Regions from separate parts of the Mus musculus genome. Here regions 1, 2, 4, 5, 6 and 7 are each linked to region 3. Evidence: chromatin contacts called from public HiChIP or PLAC-seq and promoter capture Hi-C data. All regions are on one chromosome and are shown on one strand. The core of a region is the stretch at or near the end of the contact, and the rest is flanking DNA. Distances in the headings are between cores, read along the strand shown. Region 1 holds the start of Ccnjl (cyclin J-like). Region 2 overlaps Ccnjl (cyclin J-like). Region 3 holds the start of Rnf145 (ring finger protein 145). Region 4 overlaps Pwwp2a (PWWP domain containing 2A). Region 5 holds the start of Fabp6 (fatty acid binding protein 6). Region 6 holds the start of Pwwp2a (PWWP domain containing 2A). Region 7 has its middle 33 kb from the start of Fabp6.

Region 1 (2,962 bases), core at 294-2,793, 990 kb before region 3:
AGTTTGTATCTGTTTGTTATCTGTTTGTATCTATGTATCTGTTTGTGTATCTGTGTATCTACTTGTGTATCTGTTTGTATCTGTTTGTTAGTGAATAGGGCATGAGATTTTTTTTTCTTTGATGGCCTGCCTGTCCATGCTTTGCATCTGATTCTTCATGAAGGTCTTAGGTCACATTGATCTAAAGATATGCATACATGATTGCATATATATCACATTTGTTTAATCTCAGGTATTTTTTAAATTTTTATGAGGGCTCATAAATGCTAAAACTTCTTTTCAGTACAAGTTCATCAAAGCTAAAAAAAAAAACATAGAAAAACAAAACAAAACAAAACAAAAAACCCTCAGCCTAGACAGGGTTCAAACTTCTGTGTAACTCAGGCTGCCCTTGAACTCCTAACCCTTAAGCTACAGACAGCCTTCTGAGTGCTAATGTCGCAGGTATGCAGTACTATAGTAGCCTTTCAAAACTAAATTGTATTTTTAACCCGTAAAATTTTACTTGCGGCTTGATGATGGTGGCACACACCTTTAGTCCCAGCTCACAGGACTCTGTAGTCCTACAAGACCTCCCTCAGATCGCCAAGTTCAAGGCCAGCCTGGTCTACAGAGCAAGTCCCAGGACAGCTGGGGCTACACAGAAAAACCATGTCTCAAACCACAACAAATATCTATCTTGTAGAAAACTAGGCAGAAACTAAAGTCTTTTTCGTGTAATTATTTATTGACTGGTGACTTTCTAACGGGCCTAGTGGTAATCCTCTTTCGTGTCCTTTCTCATTTAATCATAATGTATCCCCAGCAGATTATTGTAGTTTGTATCCCTCTATTACCTAAAGCCAAGCTCTAAGTGGTTAAGACACTGGGTGAACAAAAACACCCAGGTAGTTGGTGGACTTGATTTTAAGTTAGTGGGATCACCAAAGGGCTCACAAAAATCAGCACAGCAGGATGTTATGCCATTATACTGCAGGCTCCAGAAAATGCCTTTCTGAAAACAAGTAAATTAAAAGGGCTTTCTATCCCGCAACCTGCCACAAGGACTGTTTCCCTGCAATGCTCAGCATGGATGCACGCTTAAGAGTACAATAAGATACTCACTGAGCCCTCTTTATAAAGAGGAACTCGTGCGTATCCAAGGGTGTCTTCTCTGGGGCTCCTGTGGGAATTGTTTGAAAATCTACCTCCCCATCGCAGGGCAGGCTGAAAAAGAAAGAAAGACAGGTGGAAGCGTCTGCAGGTTGGCAGGAGCAGCGCATGCGGAAGTCAGAACTTTCTGGGGGCGTCCTGGCCGCTGGATCCACGCGCGGCACACGCAGGTGGCGCCGCGTCCCCCGCGCTCCAGGATCAAGGGGGCAGGGTCACTGGGGATCGCCCCCAGAGTCCCAGGGAAGGTGAAGCCTAGCTTTCTGCCCGGGCGAGGGAGGAGGGTGGGCAGGAAGCGCAGCTCAGCGCCGGGGAAAGAAAGACTGCCATTCCCAGCCCCCCGCCCCGCGGGGCGCGGGGTGCTGGCGGCGCATGCGCGAGGCCCGGCCCCCAATTCCCCGAGCGAGGGAGGGAGGCCCCCGGCGGCCCGAACTGCGAGCCGCGGCGGGACCGAGCGCACGCAGGGGCGCGCCGGTGGCCGGGCGGGACGGGCTGCAGAGGCAGCGGTCGCGAGCACGCGAGGCCAGGGACCGGGCGGCCATCGGAGGGCACTACGTACCCGGTGCGGGAAGGGACCCACCACCCGCGGCCCCCCACGCCGGGACAGCGATGCGTGAGTCTGGCCCCGGCTCGAGGGCAGGATGTGCGAGCAGGACAAAGGCTAGGCGGCGGGGGAGGAGTTGGGGACTCTGAGCCAGTGACCCAGCCAGCCCTGGGAGAGCTACTACAGCCCGCAACTTTGCAACTTTTGCAGAGGGGCACATTGGATATTCTGCAAGTTGTTGCACACAGTTCCAGATAGCCCCAGGTTGGGCGGGCGGAGGGAGGGGAGCGGGGACACTGCTGGCTCTTCAGGACAGCGGGCGACAGCCAGCTCCACGGTGCAGGGCAGGAGGGGGCGCCCGTCCCGGACTGGGACAGGGACCGAGGAGGATCAGGGTCACTGAGGGCAGGGTGAAGGAAGAGTCTCCGATCGCTGAAGCTCCTGGTGTCCTCGCAGGGTGCGCCCCGAGATCCCGGTAGCTTCATAACTGCGGCGGTGATGGATGAGCCGTGGTGGGAAGGGCGCGTCGCCTCGGACGTACACTGCACTCTGCGCGAGAAGGTCAGTTCCTCCCCGCCCTTGTCACTCGCAAGGACTGGGTATTTAAAGTCACTTTCGGTCTCCTGTGGGTGTCTTCAGGATGCCCCGCATGGGAACTCAGCACTCTTGGTGCCCTTTTATTTGTGCGCCTGCTCTTTTACCTTCATGGGGAGTGTGGTCTTCTTCCAGGCAAAGGACCTGGAGATCCAAGAACTTGAAGTCGGTTTTTCACCAGCCACCTAAATGAAGAATAGTTCGTATCCCATTGGATTTCCTCCCGAGGTTACTTTACATGGTACAAGAATGGATTAAAAAAAAAATACTGTGTATCCATTACAGTGTGTAATTCAAAGACACATAATACCACCTACTATACATAATGCTGATTTTCCCTATCATTGTAATGATGTTGTAGCAATTTCTTTTAAAATATAATTACTAGACTAGTGCATAGCTCAGTGGTAAAGCAGATGCCTAAATAAATCTATGCAAACGTAGTAAAGTTACAGTTCGGTGTAAAGAAATATTAGGTAGATGGTGGGAATTCATTGTTAAGGCAGGAACTGAATGAAATTTAAAAGTCTGGCCTGGGGGCAGTCCTAGCACTGTGGAGACAGCAGAAGGATCTCCACAAGTTCAAGGTCAACTGAAGCGTCAGGAGGAGCTCCAGGAAGCACAGGGCTACACAGTGGGACACTTTGTCTCAAAACGAGAGAAAGAAAAGACACA
Region 2 (2,964 bases), core at 53-2,552, 950 kb before region 3:
GGTGGTGAGAGGAGGACTTGCGGCTGTATTTGTTGTGTTAACATCAGAGTTTTTAAGATTGGCTTTAGGAAGTATGTGTTGCCTCTCCCCTTTCACGTCTTAATTTTAATTACAAGCATTTTGATGTCTAGACAGGAAAAGGCTCCTCTTTGTCACCAGACATGGTGGGGTTTCTGGGACTCTTCTAGGAAAATCTGACATCTCCTGACTTGTGGGCACTTGTTAAAGGCAGGTTCCTGCCAGGATATTCCTGGACTCTGCAGGCTCATATCCTGGAATCTTCTATGAGAGTTATACTTTGCCACTTCTGGAGTCTCAGTTCCCTTCAGCGGTGCCTCACCCTCTGAGGAGCTAAAGATGTTTTTCCTCTGTGGGAGAGTGAGCTCTGTTTCTTGTGGAAATTTAAAAAACAGAAAAAAAAAACAATAAAAAAAAATAGAAGTGTCTTAAGGCTTCACTATATTCCCTCCATCATCAGAATGTGGAGGTGGAAGGTGAGCCTTGTGTGGTAAATGGAATCACTACTGATTGTTGAGAGTTTATGTGCTATGTGAAGCTTTCTAATTTTTATACATTGTTACTCAGTTAATTCCCAAACAAATCCTAAGGAGATAGTCGCTATTTCCCTACTTAAACAGAGGTAGAAACCAAGGCTCAAGACATCAGGAACTTTTCTAAAAAGGACAGAAGAAAGGGGGACCAAGCAGGTGACTTGAAATGGCCTGGTAGGTCTGGGCTCACAGCTGCAGCCTTTGCCATTCACCTCTGTGCTTGGTGGTACCAGGAAGACACAGGTCAGCAGACAGGTTGTGCAGGCTCCCCAGTCCTCCCCTTCCTGAGCCAAAGACCCACATTGACTGAAAGATTGTGTCAGCCCTCAGGACTGTCCCTGTGTCAGGAAGTGGCTCTCCGTAACTCATAGCAGTGGCCGTGTTGCCTCTCTTGTTCCTTGTTTCTGCTCCCAGCAGAGGTTGGAACAAAAGATCCAGGGCCTCTGGTTTCTACACCTTTGGCCCTGCAACTTGGTTTGCTGTTGTTCGGTACCAGAAGCCCCATCAGACCCAGCCCGTGTGAGTGGGAATGGGCGTTATACTCAGCAGTCACTAAAGGAGCTTGATTCATGCCAGGACCCTGCTCTCCCACACAAAGCCCTTACCCCACCCTCGCCCTGGTGCCAGCCACGCATGTGACAAATGTCTCCTATCGCATAATCCTGGATTTCAGTCCCTAGAGTTATTTAGGTCACTTATAAAGTGGGACACAATGGAACCAGGGATTGGCTCAGGCTACCCTATGAAGTCATCATTCCTATTTCTGCATCCTGAGGCAGCGACGTCCTCGCAGTGAGAAGGGAAGCCTGTGTGTGACCCAACTGGCCAGATGCCACCACCAACCCTGGGAGGCATTTCCACAATTTCCTCTTGAGGAAAACAGATACTCACAGCCTCTCGGCTCCGCCCTAAACGGGCCTCAGGAATTGATTCCGGCCATCGGAAGTGTGCTGGCTCTCATTCCTCCACCCATCCGTCCGTCTGTCCGTCCGTAGGTCCATTCATGCATTATTTATCCTGCCTGCCGTAAGCACACACTGGAGACAGCCATCGACTGAGTGCCTTTGCTCTTCAGAGAGATGAGGAAGAGGAAGGGAGCTTTCTCTTTGTTATTAAGGGAGGAGGCAGTCCAGCCAGGCAGGGGTCTCAAGTCCACCTTCATGCCAGATGAGCTCAAAGCTCCAAAGCTCAAGGACCGTGGTACTGAAAGTTTGTCCCTCCAGGATGATCCTAGTTTCAACATCTTCCCAGAGACCAGAGATCTTGTACCCAGCTGCAGCAGGCCCATAGGAACAGTGGGGTTGGGGGCTGCCTGGTCCCCAAGCTCTGTGGCTGTCACAGCTGCCTTTCTTTCCCACAGAGCACAGAACACTGATGTAGAGGGCCCTTTTTCTCTTTGTCCCTGGCTCTCTGACTCTTTATCAAGGTATATCCAGAAATCCATCCTTGTACCTATAACTGAGGATGCTGCAAATTCTGGATGAAGCAGGATCTAGAAAGAGCTCCATTCCCTGTACACGAACCCAGCATGCCACCTCAACTCATCTCATTATTCCCATGTCACAGGCCAGGGCCAGAAAGCATAGGCCCAAGAGGCTGAGACTAAGCCCAGAGTATATGGCAGTGACCTGGCTGAGGCTCTAAGGTCTTGTAGTGTGCATGTCTTCAGTGTGTCCTGACTGCTGTGCTATGCTATGTGGTGAACAGTGTCTTCAGAATGATGTCCTCAAGTGGTTTCTGGGCTAGTGTCTGATCAGCTTTTCAGCCATATTGCTCCATCTGTGTCCCAGTTCCTGGAAAGAGACTTCTTGTTCCCTGCCTTGGGGAAAGAGTAGGAAGTACCCTCCCTAACTGCCACCATTAACAACAAAAAGGCTGGTGTTGGCTGTGTGTGTGTGTGTGTGTGTGTGTGTGTGTGTGTGTGTGTGTGGTTTTTGTGTGGTTTTCAGGTGAAGGATACCTTCACCTGAATGTATCTTGGTAGTCTGCCACACTTTTTATTTAAATTCTATTGTTCATAGAAAGAGCAGCTTCCTGTTGATCACACAGTTTTCCCTAGAAAAGCCCTGGAATCCCATCGCTCATCAGCATAAGGGAAATGGAAGAGGAAAGTGTTTGTGGAGCTCAGGGTGGTGACTAGACAGGAAGAGGCTGCAGTTGGCCTCACACCCAGGCCTATGGGAAACCTACACCCACAGTCATCCTCAAAAACTGTGGGTTGCCTTGGGACCATGTATATGAGGTTCATGCTTGTGATATAGAAAGTTCTAGACTTTAAAACCATTTGCTCATTTATGAAAAACAAACAAACAAACAAAAACAAAACAAAGCTATCTGCTGAGTACCATCCTTAGGCCAGAAGCTGCTCTCTGCTCTCTGGTGGTTTTCATAGCAGATGTGAAGCGAGCAGCCA
Region 3 (3,087 bases), core at 576-3,075:
GGCTACATACAGAAGAGACTCATGAAACCACTGCTCTGTGATGTGACAGGTTTAATGGTTATTCCAAGGTGGCCTAAGGGATCCAAACAAAAGTGGCTATAACGAGTTATGAACAGAACCCCCAGAAACATTTAAACCCTGCTATGAAGCTAGTAGGTGACAGTTACCGATAATCATCAATTTGACAAAATTAGTCACATGGGACCATGGCTCCTGAGGACATTCTCTTGATTAGTGTGATGCCATTCCTTGGATAGGGCATCCTGCACTGCTTACGAGTGAGGAACATGAGGCAGTGAGCAGTGACATGCATGCATTCACATCACTCTCTGCTTCTAGACTCTGGGTGAAGTGACCAGCTGTTTCAAGTTCCTGATGCCTTAACCTGCCCCACGAGGGACTGTGCGTTAAACAGTGAGCTGAAACACACCCATTCTCCATAAATTCTGTCCAAGTTTTATCACAGTCACAGAAAATGGGAGGGAGATATGCTACTGTGAACTTTAGTGATGGCTTTGGCTACATATTACTTATTTTACATCTATGAATGTTTTGTCTGCAGATATGTCTGAGCACCACATGTTTGTAGTGTCCATGGAGGCCAGAAGAGGGCGTCAGATCCTCTGGGACTCGAGTTACCAGCTACACCTGGGTGCTGAGAATTGAACCTGGGGGTGGGGTGTTCTCTAGAAGAACAAAAAGGGCTCTTAAGAGCTAAGCCATCTCTCCTGCTCTGATGACCTTGTATATGTAGAGGTTGTGTTTACAGTTTTATAGCAGGGGAGACCCAGAGGTTCAGAATCGTGGGTGTATGTGTCTCATAAGCAGTGGACAAGGACACATAAACATCAAAGAATACTCATTTTGTCTTGTACAGATTGTAAGGTGGAGGCTCTTGGCAAGTTTCCGAATGAGCCAGAATGGTTGCAATGCCTTACAAATCACTTGGTGTTCATCTTCTGTTACCTAGGCACTGCCTAATGAAAGGCCACACTAGTTTCTAGTGGCAACTGATTCTCAAGGGACTAAACTAAAAGCAAGGAACAACAGAGCAAATGGCAGAAGGTAATAGCGAGGCAATGGTAATACAGATGAACGTAGTAATAGATCCCTGCAAAGATCAGCTTAAGTCCTCAGCAAGCTTATATACTATATAGACACAGATCCTGCTCTAAAAGCTTCTACATTTATAATACGGCAAGAATGTGCCATAGTATTAGGAGACTAGAGCAGAACAAAAGGGTTTCAGGGAAAGGGTGTGTGCACACTAATGTGGTTTGAACCTTGAACCAAAAGAAATGGCAAACCTATTTACACCTTTTATTTTCATACAGTAGTTAATCATTTGCACCAAACGAAGGAGCCGGAATACAGTCCCAGGGAGCAATTCCAAACCATTCACTCATCCAGCATTTTACTCTTCGTCGTCCCTGATGCCTTAGAGACGAGTCTTAGTCTAGTCAAGGAGAGAGTTAAAAATTGCTCTGGGTTTGCACGCGGCAGGGACCAGCCTTTCACATTGTCCCACGTGGTCCCAGCAGGTGAGTGTAGGTGTGGGCGCGTGCGGCTCGTGGTGTCTGCGGAGTGAGCGCGAACACGTGTCAGAATGGCTGGGGTCACAGTGCATGTCCCGGTGTCGCCTCACCCTTCCTTGGAATAGTCTGCCGGACCAGCACCAAAGAGAAGCCGGCGTTTCGGGCCCACTCAACGGAGGCGGTGCGGGAAGATCCCGCCGTGCGCGATTGTGAGTGAGCGTGGGCGCACGGGGGCCGGGCGATGGCGAGCTCGCGCGCAGGCGCAGAGCGCGCGAGCCGGCGGTCGCCGCAGAGCGCGGGGGGCGGAGCCGGAGCGCGGGGACCAGGCCATGGCGGCCGCCGGGCGCTGGTGCCGGCGCTCGGCCCGGGAGCGCCTTTGTCGCCGCGGAGGATGGTGACCTCACGGTTCGGGCCGCTTCCGCTGCCTCCGCCTCCCGAGACGCCGCAGCCGAGGCCGGACGCGGGAGAGCCGCCGCTGTGAGCCGCGCAAACCGGGCCCCCCGCCGTCGGAACCGAAGATCTCACCGGAGGGGCGGGAATCGGAGCCGGGCAGCAGCGGACACCGCCATCCCCAGTGCCGCCCCGCAGGCAGGGAGGCTGCGGCTCCAGGTGACTGCGGTCAGCCGGGAGCATCCCGCAGGCCTGCTGCCCACTGCGCCTCCCCTCCCCTCCCCCACCCTCGCTCCTCCCCGCCGCGCCCCCTCCTTCTCCGGCTCTTGGCCCCGGCCTGGTCCCCCTCCGCACCGCGCCCTCCCGCCCACCCCTGAGCAGCGATCAGTCTCCTGCGACCTCCTCGCAGAGCCTCATACTCGTTCCCGGGGCCTCGGCTGCCTCCTCACCACCTTCCATCCTTCTTTCCTCCCGCGCCTGGAGAGGGAGAGAACCCTCACATTCCTGAGATGCCCTCATTGGGGCTCACCCCTCTCTGCTCTCCTGTACCCCGGTTGCAAGGCCTTTCCCGGTCTCTCTGGCAGAGGTGTCCAGTCCGGGCTCCTTTGCTCAGGTTTGCATTTCTAACTTTTCGTCTTTTGCGTTTCTGTTCACTCTTTTTGCTTTCAAGCTTCTTCCCTCTTCCCTGGCGTCTCCTCACCTCGCAGCCCCTTAACTCAGCCTAACCATGTGCAGGCGGTGCAGGTTGCGGGTTTCAGAAAGACCTGCCAAGCCCAAAGAATAGGGGGACCCCTGGCTTAGTGTGCAGTGCGCCTCTCTTCAGTCACGAGCAGCTCATCTCTCTCTTACTGTGTTCCTTTTCCCGCTCGCCATCCCTGGGTTCGCCCTCTCCAGTTCTGCTTTCCCACCCTAGGACCTTTGTGGAATGAACCCCCTATTCTATCTAAGGGTTAGGAACTTGACTCATATAAGCGCGCCTTATGAGGCGCGGTAGAGCCAGCACCCTTGGCGAGGCAGGGAGCACCCGGGCTTCTCTTCCTGGCAGAGTTTCTGCTCCACGTAATCCCCTAGCCTTGGGGCTGCTGCGTCCGTGCCGCGCTGCTGTGCTGTGCTCGCTGCCTGCTTGCGGCGAGCTGGCTTGGGGTTACTACAGTTCAAATGT
Region 4 (2,960 bases), core at 46-2,545, 820 kb before region 3:
TCATCCCAGGATTTGTGAGGCAGAGGCAGGAGGATTTGAGTTTGAGGCCAGCCTGGTACTATACTACATAGCAGTTTCTAAGCTAGCTTAGAATACGTAGTGAACATAATTTCAAAAAGTAAGCAAAATCATTCAGATTATTATGCCTTAAATTCTCCAGCCTAAAGATTTATTAATTTTTAGCGAGGATAATGAGAGGATCCTATCCTTTTTGTTTGGTTGTTTTTTTTTGTTTGTTTCTTTGTTTGTTTTGTTTTGGTTTTTTTTTTTTTTTTTGAGACAGGGTTTCTCTGTATAGCCCTGGCTGTCCTGGAACTCACTTTGTAGTCCAGGCTGGCCTCGAACTCAGAAATCCGCCTGCCTCTGCCTCCCAAGTTCTGAGATCAAAGGCGTGCACCACCACGCCTGGTGTTTTTTTGTTTTTGATATAGAATCTTTCTCAATAGTCTTGGCTGTCCTAGAACTTGATACATAGATCAGGCTAGCCTTGAACTCACAAAGATCCTCCTGTCTCTGCCTCCTGATTACTAAGATTAAAGGCATGAGCCACCACAACTGGCTAAAGATTTATTTTTAAAAAGTTATTCTGAACCTTCTGGAGAACATTTAAGAGGACAAGAACATAAAACACAGAAACAAATGAGCAAAAAACCCAAACACTTGTTATTTTCAAAAACTGACATATAGAAAACATTTTCTTCTAATTTACAGGGTTCCTCATGACCTGATAGTCTGCTGCTATCATTGGTTCTCTGTAACTTTGCCTTATAAAACTGGCATTAACATTGTCTTGTGCTAGATGTTGTTGTCTCAGTGTTTTTTAAAATTTGCATCCTGACATACACTGAGATACTTGGAATATGGTTTTGTTTTTATGAAAATGCAATAAAAACAGCAAATTTAACTGAAAGTTTCTTTATTTCAACCAAGTTACATTGATCCAGTTACATTTCCAGGTTTGTCTGAGAAACAGTTCTTATTTTCTGCTCATTCTCCTTCCTACTGAAGCTGGGATCTATTTATACATGCATACTGGGATCTATTTATACATGCATACTGGGATCTATTTATACATGCATACTGGCTATACAACTGGTTTGAAATTGGATTACACTTGAAAATACTGCTTGTCTTTTATTCTTTCCTTTGCTTTCTCTCTTTGAGACAAGAGACCTTGGCTGTGTTGTACAAGTTGGCTTTAAACTCAATCCTTTGTCACACCCTCCTGGGTACTGCCACTGCAGATTCTCGCCAGTCTGCCCAACTGAAATAATTTCTGAATGTAGTTTGTGGTTTTAAAAAGTGAAACTCAGGGACACTGAAGGGATGAGTCATCAGTTAGGAGCACAAACTGCTCTTCTGGACCTGGGTTCAGTCACCAGTACCAACACAGCAGATCACAATAATAATAATAATCTGTAACTCCAGTGTGGGGGATTCTTTTCTGGCTTCTGAAGGCACTGTACTCATGGTATATATAGATGATATTCATAGAGCCAAAACACCAGTATATACAAAGTAATACAAAACAAACTTTGAAACCACGCAGCTCTGCCTTGTCAGCATTGGAAATACTTTGAGCATCTGATTCTGTGCTGTTTAAACTGACCTGGAACTTCAGGTGTTCCTGCCTTAGCCTTGAGTGCAGAGATTACCAACAGGTGCTACCACCCTGGCTGGTATTAAGCTTTTGAGAGGTATTATGTATGACCAGAGGAAAATGATGACGTCTAATATATGGGTGCATTTACTGGAAAATGTGCATGGTTCAGTGAGTTTAATACCACATGGCATCTCATATTAATCTGTCTGATAACAGATCCATTTTAAATAAAGCCACTCTGGTATTGCCTAGAGTAACCATTTATTTCGGTTATTTCTAGTTTCTCTCTAAATGTAGAATCAAAAGAAGTGGAGAATTTTGTTACTTTGGAGACAGCAGTAGTTTATTTTAGATTCGTGTATAGATGCGTATGAAGTTGTTTACGTTTAAGAAGTTGAGTTACAGATATCAACTCACTAGCTTTCTTTTGTTCTTCCATTTCCTTCAAAGGTTTGGGCCCCATGGGATCCCTGTGACAGTATTTCCCAAAAGGGAATATAAGGACAAACCGGACGCCATGCAGCTCCAAAGTACCACATTCCAAGAAGGGATAGAAGTCAAGCAGGAAGTGAACGGTGCTGTTCCCGATGACCTCTCTCCAGTCCCTCCTCCTGAGCGCCTGTGGGCTTCCAAGCCACCTCCTCTCTTCCATGAAGGAGCACCTTACCCTCCCCCCTTGTTTATCAGGGACACATATAACCAATCAATACCTCAGCCGCCGCCTCGGAAAATTAAGCGACCCAAACGAAAAATGTACAGGGAAGAACCCACTTCAATAATGAATGCGATTAAGCTACGGCCCAGGCAAGTCCTGTGTGATAAGTGTAAAAACAGTGTTGTTGCTGAAAAGAAGGAAATTAGGAAAGGTAGCAGTGACTCTTCTAGGTATGAAGATAAAAAACGGAGAAATGACAGTGTAGCTACTGTGAACAAAAAACTGAAAACTGACCATAAAGTGGATGGGAAAAACCAAAACGAAAGCCAGAGAAGGAACACTGTGGTGAGGGTTTCCAGTATCGCTCACAGCAGGGGCAGAGTAGTCAAGGTTTCTGCTCAGGCAAATACATCAAAAGCTCAGTTAAATACCAAGAAAGTGCTCCAAAGCAAGAACATGGATCACGCAAAAGCTCGGGAAGTATTGAAAATTGCCAAAGAAAAGGCACAGAAGAAGCAAAGTGAAACCTCCACTTCCAAAACCGCCCATGCGAAAGTCCACTTCACACGTCGGTATCAGAGTCCCAGCTCAGGTTCTCTCCCACCCCGAGTGCGGTTAAAACCACAAAGGTACAGGAACGAAGAAAATGACTCTTCTCTGAAGACGGGACTGGAGAAAATTCGGAGTGGCAAGCTGGCGCCT
Region 5 (3,098 bases), core at 26-2,525, 920 kb before region 3:
GGCCTCAGGCATGCTAAGCAAACTGTCTCCCACCAGAGCTACATCTCATCCTTGACAATTGCATGGCCTCAGTGCTAGTGCACTGAAAGGTTGACAAGACCATCAAATCCACTTTCCCTTTGACACTTTGCAACTGACCAGTGTCAAAGGTCAACTCGAAACAGACCTTTTGCTGTCAAAAGGCAAGTAATAATGATAATAATAATAATAATAATAATAATAATAATAATCTGGTTTCTCTACCCGAAATAGTACAGTAAGGGAAGAAGAAAGTTTGTTGGTGAGCTATGTGGATTGTCTTGTTAAACATGGTTTCTGTATTAACTCCTTGGTCATCTCTCCCTAGCAGGATATAGTGACATCATTTATGACAGGGTTCTGGGTGTTAATGACCTCTGTCACTGACTTAGGTAAATCACTCTGAGGTGGCTCATCAAGAATATTGGGACAGTGGGCTGGAGAGATGGCACGTTTAAAAACATTAAAAAAAAAACCCAATTATTGGGACAGCCTTTGCATGTAGCAGACATTCAATAACTTTGAGCAGGATTAGGGATAAGGCTCGATTGACGAAACGCTCGCCTAGCATGAGTGAAGCCCAGGTGTGGTCACCAGCACTACATAACACAAGGTATGCATATGCCTGTAATCCCTCCCTCTGAGAGAGAAGCCAAGGAATCAAGATTTCAGCGTCATCCTCAGCTACATAGTGATTTTGAGGCCAGCTTAGACTGCATGAGACCCTGCTTCTAATAACAACAACAATAACAAACATTTGAACGAATAAACATCAGATCTCCACTTCACCAGTCACTACTATGTGGCCTTTAATGTTGATGAAACTTGTCTGAGACTCACACTTTCCGTACATGAATTAGAGATACTAAAATTCTCTAAGTCTTTTAAAAATCAAAGGATGTGTTACAGCTTTGATTATCTTTAGAGACAGAACAGAGTGTTTGCTCAGCAAAAGTCTGGGTGGGTGGATGGATGGATGGATGGATGGATGGATGGATGGATGGATGGAAGGATGGATGGATGGATGGAAGGATGGATGGATGAGTTCTGTCCTACTCTACCCCAAGAGTTTGGGTTCCTATCCCAGAGCTAGCTATAAGCAGCCAGTCCCAGGGAAGGGACACAAAGAAGCTCACTCACCCAGGCGCTTCATGAACTCATCGTAATTCTTCTCACTCTCAAATTCATATTTGCCACTGAAGGCCATGGTGCTGGAAGAGAGCTGGCAGCAGCGAGCAGCTAAGGAAGAAGGTTGGTCCTGAGGAGTCTGGAGTCCCAGCTTATAAACACTCCCAACTGCCAAGGCTCAGCCCCAAAGTCACCCCACTTCTCAGTCCTGCCCTAGCAGGGAGTTGCTTGATATTTTATGACGTGGGCAGGAGCCCCAAGGTTATTCACCTTAAGGAAAAACACCTACAATCCCACTACCAGTCCCAGTAAGGCCAAGGCCAGGACGGCCACAGAGTGTGGTCATTCACCTCTCTGCTCAGCCCCTCTCTGCCCATCCCTAAGCTCTCCTCAGCCTTCATTTACCAAGCTCTGTGCACTGAACTGTATATGGCAATCCAGAAGAACAAGGCATGAGCCTTTCCCAGGGAGCCCCCAGGCCAACCCTGACCCAAGGCACACAAGTGAAGTTTGTAAGCTAGATGTCTTATGTGCCACTTTACACATGGGGTTCCAGTCTTTGGGGTGTGGGGTGGCTTCTGGGTCACTTAAAGAAGCAATGCAAAATCCCTCGTCAGCATCTTCACCATTACTACTGTTAATGACAAAGTTTCGCCTGGGCACTGTGGACGACACCGATAATCCTGGTACTTGGGAGGCTGAAGAAGGTTTGTCATAATGCCAAGGAAAGAATGGGTCACAGAGCAAGATCCTGTATCAGGAACAAACCAAAAGCAAGCAAGCAAGCAAGCAAGCAAGAAAAAAAAAAACAAAAAACAAAAAACAAAAACAAACAAACAAACAAAAAAAACCCTCTCCTGTTCTGGGGTCTTCTCTCTGTGAAATCCCATCATTTCTATTCAAAGCAGAATTGACCACACTGGCTGACTCCCTACCTGGGACCAGGGGATAGTCGATTCTCTCTCTCTCTCTCTCTCTCTCTCTCTCTCTCTCTCTGTCTGTCTGTCTGTCTGTCTGTCTGTCTGTCTCTCTTATGTGTTTACACGTGTACCATGGTGTGTGTGTGTGTGTGTGTAGCCTGGCACCAAGTACCTTTCTCTACTGAGCCAGCCCCCTGACTCACTGCCTCCTGACCTGATGAAAAGTCAACTTTGACGCACACATAGCAGTCTTTAGTCTCCAATCCTAGAATTCCTTTTCCCGACAGGAGGTTTTCCACGTTCCTTTATGCCTTGCTTGTTTGCTTGCTTTTCTCATTCAAGACAGAGTTTCAGGTAGCCCAGACAGGCCTCAAACTCCTCACGTAGTCTAGGATGACCTGAATCTCCTGATCCTCTGCCTTACCCTCCCGAAATGTGGGGCTATAGGCACAGGCCAACATTTGATGTTTTTATAATTTTAACTAGCTCCATGCTAGAAAGCTTGCCTAGCTTGGGAATGGTCTATCTCCAGCACCACAGTCAACCAACCAACCAACCAATCAATCAATCAATCACATTCTGTTCTGTGTATAATTTACTTTCTATTGAGATCTTTGGATTGTTTTCAATCCTCTTCTGTCACAGTAAGTAATATTATTCGTACCTCTGTATATATGTCAGGTGATTAGTTAGGACTAGCTGCTAAGGATGGATTCGTAAGCAAGAAAGGGGCTCATATGACTAGGAAGAAAAAGACTCCAAGGGAGAGGGTAGGAAAGACGACAGAGAAGCATAAAAAGGGCAAATATTGGGGGCAAAGGGTACCATGGGGAGGAGGACAAGGAGGATGAGAAGAGAGTTCAGGGGAGGAGGGAAGGACCAATCAGAATGAAGTGCATAGGAAAGCCCCCATTATTTTTTTTAAGATTTATGAATTTATTATATACACAGTGTTCTGTCTGAATATATGCCTGCATGTTAGAAGAGGGTGCCAGATCTCAATACAGATGGTTGTGAGCCACCATGTGGTTG
Region 6 (2,900 bases), core at 291-2,790, 840 kb before region 3:
TTTATTAGCTAAACAACATTAGAAACCTTTTTGTCTCAGTTTTCAAATAAAATGGGTATAATAGCACTTGTCGAATTGCAAGGACCATGTAAGATTGTACTAGATATTGATATATAGTATTCAATTAATCTTTGACATTTCATTCTTCCCTCCACGTTGGTAAATATCTTCTTTCTCTTTTGTAGGTGTTTTCAGTGCCTCTGATTGCTCCTATTAGAAAGGACTGACTGAGGAACAATCTGCAAGAAATGAGTACAGTGGCTCCTTCTAGACTTAACAGATTTCAAATAGAATTGGTCTTTAAACGCAACACTTGGGAGGCAGAGAGAAGGAGGCCGATCTCTGTGAGTTCCAGGCAAGCCAGAAGTACATAGGGAGACGCTGTTTCAAAACAAAAACCCAAACCACAAAAACAAGGACCTTAGGACACTGGAGGGCTCCCCTAGCCCTCATCTTTTCTTTCTTGGGATGGGATCTCAGTTTGCAGTTGAGTCTATCCTGAAACTGTATTAAGTCTGGACTAGAATTTTGCCATTTCTGCCTGTGCCTCCCAAGAGCTGCCCCACCGGCAACTATGCCTAGATTTCTTTCTTTCTTTCTTTCTTTCTTTCTTTCTTTCTTTCTTTCTTTCTTTCTTTCTTCCTTCCTTCCTTCCTTCCTTCCTTTCTTTCTTTCTTTCTTTCTTTCTTTCTTTCTGCACACGGCAAGGAAGAGGGTAAGGAAAGAAAAGGCTTCAATAGTGAACTCTTTCCGTGGATCTAAGGACTACAGTCAATTTAGCATGCCAGTTGTCTGTCTTCTCGTTAGAATTTTCCTTTTTTGAAATTAGCAGGTTCCTAGAGTTTAGTCCTTTATATTTTAAAGAGTGAAACCAAGGAAAACACCGCTTGTGTGTATGCGGGAGCTCCTGTCATGTGGTCATGGAGAATGTCTTGTACATCGCCCTGTTTCCAGCACCTCGTAATCTGACTAGTGAATAGGCACCCAAAAAGTGTCTCAGGATTATTTTCGGAACTTTAGTTATCTTTCCCAACAGAAGCCTGTTGTGCCCACACTTGGCCACAAGCAAATCCAAGCCTAGAAATAACATTTATTCTAAGGATCTCTGCGCAAAGATTCTTGGGAAGTGGTTCCCTTTCTGCATTCTCCCGCTATTCCCCCCTTGGGGAGTCTTTGAAAGAACTGGCACGACTCGCGTTTTCTTCCCTTCTCCCACCTCCGAAGAACGGGCCGAGTAAGGGCAGGGGCATAAACCAATCCTAAAGCGGTATTTCCCCTACTAACCAATAGATACAGGCTGTAAGCACAGGGCGCCGCTTTTGCCATCCTTCAGCCCGCCCCTCAAACTCCTTTTAGATTCTCCACTTGACAACTCACCTGACCAATGGGAAGTTCCTACTCTGAGGGAGGGGGCGGGACTCAGCCCGCGACAGACGGCTCCTTCTGACCAATGGGTTGACAGAAGTGCGGAAGGGGGTGGAAGGCGGAGCCAATGGCGCGGTGCCAATCACGAGCATCAGGGAAAGGGCGGGACGAGAGTGTTAGCGGGAGGGAGGGGAAGGCCTCGGGATCCCAGCCGCGCTGCCGCCGCCGCCGCCGCAGCCCGAGTAGGAGGAGGGAGAAACCAGCGAGAAAATGGCGGCCGTGGCTGCTGAGGCGGCGGCGACCGCGGCGTCCCCCGGGGAAGGGGGCGCCGGCGAGGCCGAGCCGGAGCTAGAGCCCATTCCCGGCAGCGAAGCCGGCACCCCCCTCCCGGTCACGGCCACGGAGGCGGCGGTGCCGGACGGCGAGGCCGACGGGCGCCAGTCCGCCCCTCAGGCCGACGAGCAGCCGCTGCCGCCACCGCCGCCGCCGCCGCCGCCGGGGGAGCTGGCCGATAGCTCCGAGGCTGAGGAGGCGAAGCCGCCCGAGCCCGCGGCTGTCCCGGTCTCGCCGCCCGAGCAGCCTCCGGCCGCCCCCGAGCAGCCCGAGGACGCGCCGCGGCCGCCACCAGCTCCGGCGCTCGTGCCGCCGGCGGGCGGGGACTCGGCGGTGTCGCACCTCATCCCCGGCTCGGAGGTGCGGGTCACGCTGGACCACATCATCGAGGACGCGCTCGTCGTGTCGTTCCGCCTCGGGGAGAAGCTCTTCTCCGGGGTCCTCATGGACCTATCCAAAAGGTACCGTCGGCCCCCCAACTGCAAGCTGTCCGCTCCGCCGCGAGGGAGAGCGCGAACCCGAGCTGCTCCCGCCCCGCCCTCGGGTCCTGCGCGCCGCGCCGCTCTCCGCGTGGGGCGCGCTCCGCGTGGGGCCGACGCGCGCGGCCCCGGCCCCAGGTGTGCAGCTGGGGACGCGCGCGGGTGCAGATGGCTGGCACACCCCGCCTCCGCATCCCCAGCCCCCTGCGACCCTCTGGCTTGCGCACTGGGGCAGATGGGTTAATGCAAAATGCAGATGGATCCCCTAGAGAAACGGGTGCTGTGGGGGGGGGGGGGGGGGAAGAGGTGCTGCGGAGGCATCTCCCTGTCCTCAAATCAACCTTTAACTTTAGCGGGGCTGAAGAAAGGGGTGTGTGCTTTGGGCTTCCCAAAAGGTTACCTGTCAGTTGTTAAAAGAGGAAGAGCCTAGAGTTAATGAACCCTTTTTTAACTGTTATTAAGAACTGCTGGAAATAGTTTCTCGGAGGATCACTCTTTAATAAGGAGGTACCTTTTGCTAATTTTACTTATAGCTTAAAGAAATATTGGAGACGGGATAGGTCCCCTGTCTTTTGAACATTTACTACCCAAGTGGTGGGTTTACAAAGGAATGTTCGCATGACTTTTTCTTTGGCAGTGATAGAGATTGAGTCTCAAAAGATTTCCGAGACGATGTTTACAGTTAAATTTGTTTTGACTAGAAGGTTGAGTTCACCTACAAAC
Region 7 (2,764 bases), core at 260-2,759, 880 kb before region 3:
GCTTGCAACTGTGTAGGCTAAAAAGCAAAACAGACACTAAAGCACAGTCACTTCCTACGGGGCTTAAAATAACATCTTCATCCTGGCCTTCCAGCCGCCCTGTCTGGCTTATCTGGGTTTATCTGTTTTCTTCAGCCCTTGGTCACAGGCCGCTCCTGGCTATTGTTCACTCCCTTCCAGTCTCCAGTCTCCTCCCTTTACCTGAATCTCCCTGGTTCTTCATTCAATTGTCTGCTTATCTCCAGTCTTCCGCCTGGAGGATAAACCACCTAAGACCAGGAACCCCCTCTGACTTGTTCCTGGCTGTGGCCCCCAAACCTCAAACATTGCAGCCCTGCACCCCACCCCCACCCCCCCCACACACACAAACACACGTATGGGCTCTTGGGTGGATGAAAGAATCCATCGATCTTTCACAAGTCGGGCTCTGTTCTAAGCAATTTACCTGTGCCACCTGACAGAATCCTGAGGGGATGAGCTGCTATTTATGCAGGGGTAGACCTGGTCAAGGTCACACAGCTAGGAAGGTTGTACTGAAACCAGCCTGCTCCTCTAAGACTACATGGGCATTACTGTGGGCAGCTGAGCTCTATAGAGAACTCCCACATTGTGTGCATGAATGAATGAGTGAGCCGATTATACACACCTGCACAGAGTAGCCCGCTGGAATAAGCAACCTTTCCCGATCCAAGCATCTCTATGGGATCTTCTGGCAGGGGGTAGGGAGGAGGGTGTGTGTGTCCGCTTTTGACATTTGGAAAGGCACAACACCCACTAAAGCTGATCTGTACACTAAGTACTGGATTCAGAGGGTCTGTGGCTTTCTTTTCTGCCCCGTGCTTCCAGCACCACTAGCTGCCCAGGCCTGGGGATGGGCGATGGGGTGGGGATGGGGGGGCAGCACCCAAGGAACATTGTATCCTGGTAGCTGTAGGCTCTCTTCAGGGTGGCTCTGCTATCTTGTGAGAGTCCTATCTCTCTGGCTAGCTGCCATTCGCCTGGCAGCCCTAATGTCTTATCTCATCCATCATCGGGCTACACTCATCCAAGCTGGATCTCCGAATGAGACATGTGTGCCGAAGATGGAATGGCCTGGAGCCCTGGAGGGAATCGAACCCACTGTAAAGGAGGCCGGAGAGGACCAGAACTGCAGGCCTGATGTCTGAGTGGATCCCTCTCCGCTGAGGAGGGCCCACAGAGAGAGAAGGGGAGGGCAGGGCAAAGGATGGACGGAGGAGAAAAAGGAAAAGCGGCTGGGGCAGAGGAATAGAGGTGTAGGGTGTTGGTTTCCTATTGCAATTGAAATGTAGACTCCTCTGGTGCCCCGCCAGCTTCAGCACACCCCTGCCCCGCCCCCACCCTCACCCTCCACCAAGCTGACAGCCTAGGAAAGCAGGCAGGTTAGGGAGGTGATTTATTGCAGGCTCTGCTCCTTCTAACACCAGGCTCCTTGGCCTGGCTTCCCTCACCCTCACCCCAGCACTTCCGCGTAGGAACCGCCTGGGAAAGTCTGAGCTTCTCCCCGCCTAGCTGCCGCGGTGCCTGGTTTGCTTTCCATCCCAGCCTCTAGGGAGAGGAATTTGTGCTGTCGCCCCTCCCCCACAACCGTTCTGCTGAAAGTCAAGATGTAGGACTCAGGCTCCCCAGAGATTTTCTAGTCCAGCCCTCGGATTTTGTTTTGCTTTTTAATCTAAACAATTAAAAAATAATAATAATTGCCAACCTTAAACTGAAATAGATTGCCCTTAAAAACTGTTTTTCTGCCGGGCGTGGTGCCGCACGCCTTTAATCCCAGCACTTGGGAGGCAGAGGCAGAGGCAGGCGGATTTCTGAGTTCCAGGACAGCCAGGGCTACACAGAGCAACCCTGTCTCAAAACACAACCCCCCCCCATTGTTTTTCTGATGCTGGGTAGTGATGGAGCACACTTTTAACTCCAGTACTGAGGAGGCAGAGGCAGGAGGATCTCTCTGAGTTTGAGGCCAGTCTGGTCTACAGATCGAGTTCCAGGTCAGCCAGGGCTACACAGAGAAACCCTGCCTCCAAACCAAAACCAAACCAAACCAAACCAACAACAACAATAACAGAAGAATGAAAGAAAACAAGTACAGAAAAGAATCAAGTAACTGGATGCCCTGCTATGACCTAGCCTTGAAATCCACATTGTTATTTCCACTTTCGTCGTTGGTCTAAATGACTAACTAGCTGCTCAAATCCAACAGGGACATCAATGCCTGCTCCTGAATTTTTTTTTTTTTTTTCCGAGACAGGGTTTCTCTGTGTAGTCCTGGCTGACCTGGAACTCACTTTGTAGACCAGGCTGGCCTCGAACTCAGAAATCCGCCTGCCTCTGCCTCCCGAGTGCTGGGATTAAAGGCGTGCGCCACCACGCCTGGCTCTCCTGAATTATTTTTAATTAATTAATTATGCATTGTGTGGCTTGGGCACCGCGTTGCCAATGTGGAGGTCAGAGGACAGCTTACAGGAGTGTTCTCACCTTCTCCCATGGGTGCCTAGGGATGGGACTGAGGCTTTCAGGCCTGGTGAGTTGGTAAGTAATACTTTTCTTCACTGAGCTGCCTCTCTCTCTCTCTCTCTCTCTCTCTCTCTCACACACACACACACACACACACACTTTTGGCACCAGGTTTTAAAACTACTCCAGCACGAATATAAACTGAAAAGTCAGGTTTTCCTTCGACCCGATTCCTCCAGGGCCTGATTCCAGTCCCTAGCAGCAAACCCAACCTATGTCCTCTATGGCT

The links. Promoter capture Hi-C pulls out the DNA fragments that hold promoters and counts their contacts. HiChIP or PLAC-seq counts read pairs in DNA pulled down with a chosen protein or histone mark.
Region 1: a contact with region 3 is called in an H3K4me3 HiChIP or PLAC-seq map of embryonic stem cells, with 8 read pairs. The contact joins the promoter of Ccnjl here to the promoter of Rnf145 in region 3. A contact is called at or near these places in 6 of 39 promoter capture datasets (embryonic stem cells, hippocampal neurons, liver and 3 more), 2 of 484 Hi-C or Micro-C datasets (Sertoli cells and embryonic stem cells) and 4 of 115 datasets of contacts at active chromatin or transcription factors (embryonic stem cells, forebrain and neural tube).
Region 2: an H3K4me3 HiChIP or PLAC-seq map of bone marrow-derived macrophages shows a contact between it and region 3, with 9 times the contacts expected there. The contact joins the enhancer-like site here to the promoter of Rnf145 in region 3. A contact is called at or near these places in 5 of 39 promoter capture datasets (the 3T3-L1 cell line, hippocampal neurons, liver and 1 more) and 1 of 115 datasets of contacts at active chromatin or transcription factors (bone marrow-derived macrophages).
Region 4: a contact with region 3 is called in a promoter capture Hi-C map of the HPC-7 cell line. The contact joins the enhancer-like site here to the promoter of Rnf145 in region 3. A contact is called at or near these places in 11 of 39 promoter capture datasets (the HPC-7 cell line, HPC-7-derived erythroid cells, cranial neural crest and 6 more) and 9 of 115 datasets of contacts at active chromatin or transcription factors (bone marrow-derived macrophages, embryonic forebrain, embryonic hindbrain and 5 more).
Region 5: a contact with region 3 is called in an H3K4me3 HiChIP or PLAC-seq map of bone marrow-derived macrophages, with 4 times the contacts expected there. The contact joins the promoter of Fabp6 here to the promoter of Rnf145 in region 3. A contact is called at or near these places in 2 of 39 promoter capture datasets (cranial neural crest and embryonic stem cells) and 1 of 115 datasets of contacts at active chromatin or transcription factors (bone marrow-derived macrophages).
Region 6: a contact with region 3 is called in a promoter capture Hi-C map of the HPC-7 cell line. The contact joins the promoter of Pwwp2a here to the promoter of Rnf145 in region 3. A contact is called at or near these places in 14 of 39 promoter capture datasets (the C10 cell line, the HPC-7 cell line, HPC-7-derived erythroid cells and 8 more), 7 of 484 Hi-C or Micro-C datasets (CD4 T cells, the HPC-7 cell line, the N1E-115 cell line and 4 more), 8 of 115 datasets of contacts at active chromatin or transcription factors (astrocytes, bone marrow-derived macrophages, cardiomyocytes and 5 more) and 3 of 9 other capture datasets (adipose tissue, liver and pancreatic islet).
Region 7: a contact with region 3 is called in a FOXA1 HiChIP or PLAC-seq map of pancreatic cancer cells. The contact joins the enhancer-like site here to the promoter of Rnf145 in region 3. A contact is called at or near these places in 1 of 39 promoter capture datasets (hippocampal neurons) and 4 of 115 datasets of contacts at active chromatin or transcription factors (bone marrow-derived macrophages, embryonic forebrain, extraembryonic endoderm stem cells and 1 more).

Annotation. Positions count from the first base shown.
Region 1 is chr11:43,527,206-43,530,167 of GRCm38.p6, forward strand. It overlaps Ccnjl (cyclin J-like), which reads left to right and starts at 1,544. Exons shown (of 6, transcript NM_001045530.2): 1 at 1,544-1,762; 2 at 2,150-2,254. The coding sequence starts at 2,192.
Region 2 is chr11:43,568,484-43,571,447 of GRCm38.p6, forward strand. All of the region lies in intron 3 of Ccnjl (cyclin J-like), which reads left to right. Among named protein-coding and RNA genes, the nearest start is that of Fabp6, 32 kb to the right of the region's middle. Within about 2 kb of position 1,303, at least 74 of the 459 cell types and tissues checked have an H3K27ac peak or open chromatin away from gene starts, as enhancers often do. A contact at or near this core is called in bone marrow-derived macrophages, where this site is marked.
Region 3 is chr11:44,517,131-44,520,217 of GRCm38.p6, forward strand. Rnf145 (ring finger protein 145) reads left to right here and starts at 1,826. Exons shown (of 11, transcript NM_028862.4): 1 at 1,826-2,144.
Region 4 is chr11:43,702,481-43,705,440 of GRCm38.p6, forward strand. Pwwp2a (PWWP domain containing 2A) reads left to right here. Exons shown (of 2, transcript NM_027557.1): 2 at 2,054-2,960. Among named protein-coding and RNA genes, the nearest start is that of Gm34963, 22 kb to the left of the region's middle. Within about 2 kb of position 1,296, at least 31 of the 459 cell types and tissues checked have an H3K27ac peak or open chromatin away from gene starts, as enhancers often do. A contact at or near this core is called in the HPC-7 cell line, bone marrow-derived macrophages and hematopoietic stem and progenitor cells, where this site is marked.
Region 5 is chr11:43,600,287-43,603,384 of GRCm38.p6, forward strand. Fabp6 (fatty acid binding protein 6) reads right to left here and starts at 1,276. Exons shown (of 4, transcript NM_008375.2): 1 at 1,159-1,276. The coding sequence starts at 1,225.
Region 6 is chr11:43,680,458-43,683,357 of GRCm38.p6, forward strand. It overlaps Pwwp2a (PWWP domain containing 2A), which reads left to right and starts at 1,541. Exons shown (of 2, transcript NM_027557.1): 1 at 1,541-2,159. The coding sequence starts at 1,636. Gm34963 (a long non-coding RNA gene) reads right to left here and starts at 1,607. Exons shown (of 2, transcript XR_388594.3): 1 at 1,378-1,607.
Region 7 is chr11:43,632,767-43,635,530 of GRCm38.p6, forward strand. No RefSeq gene overlaps it. Among named protein-coding and RNA genes, the nearest start is that of Fabp6, 33 kb to the left of the region's middle. Within about 2 kb of position 1,510, at least 117 of the 459 cell types and tissues checked have an H3K27ac peak or open chromatin away from gene starts, as enhancers often do. A contact at or near this core is called in bone marrow-derived macrophages, extraembryonic endoderm stem cells, hippocampal neurons and 1 more, where this site is marked.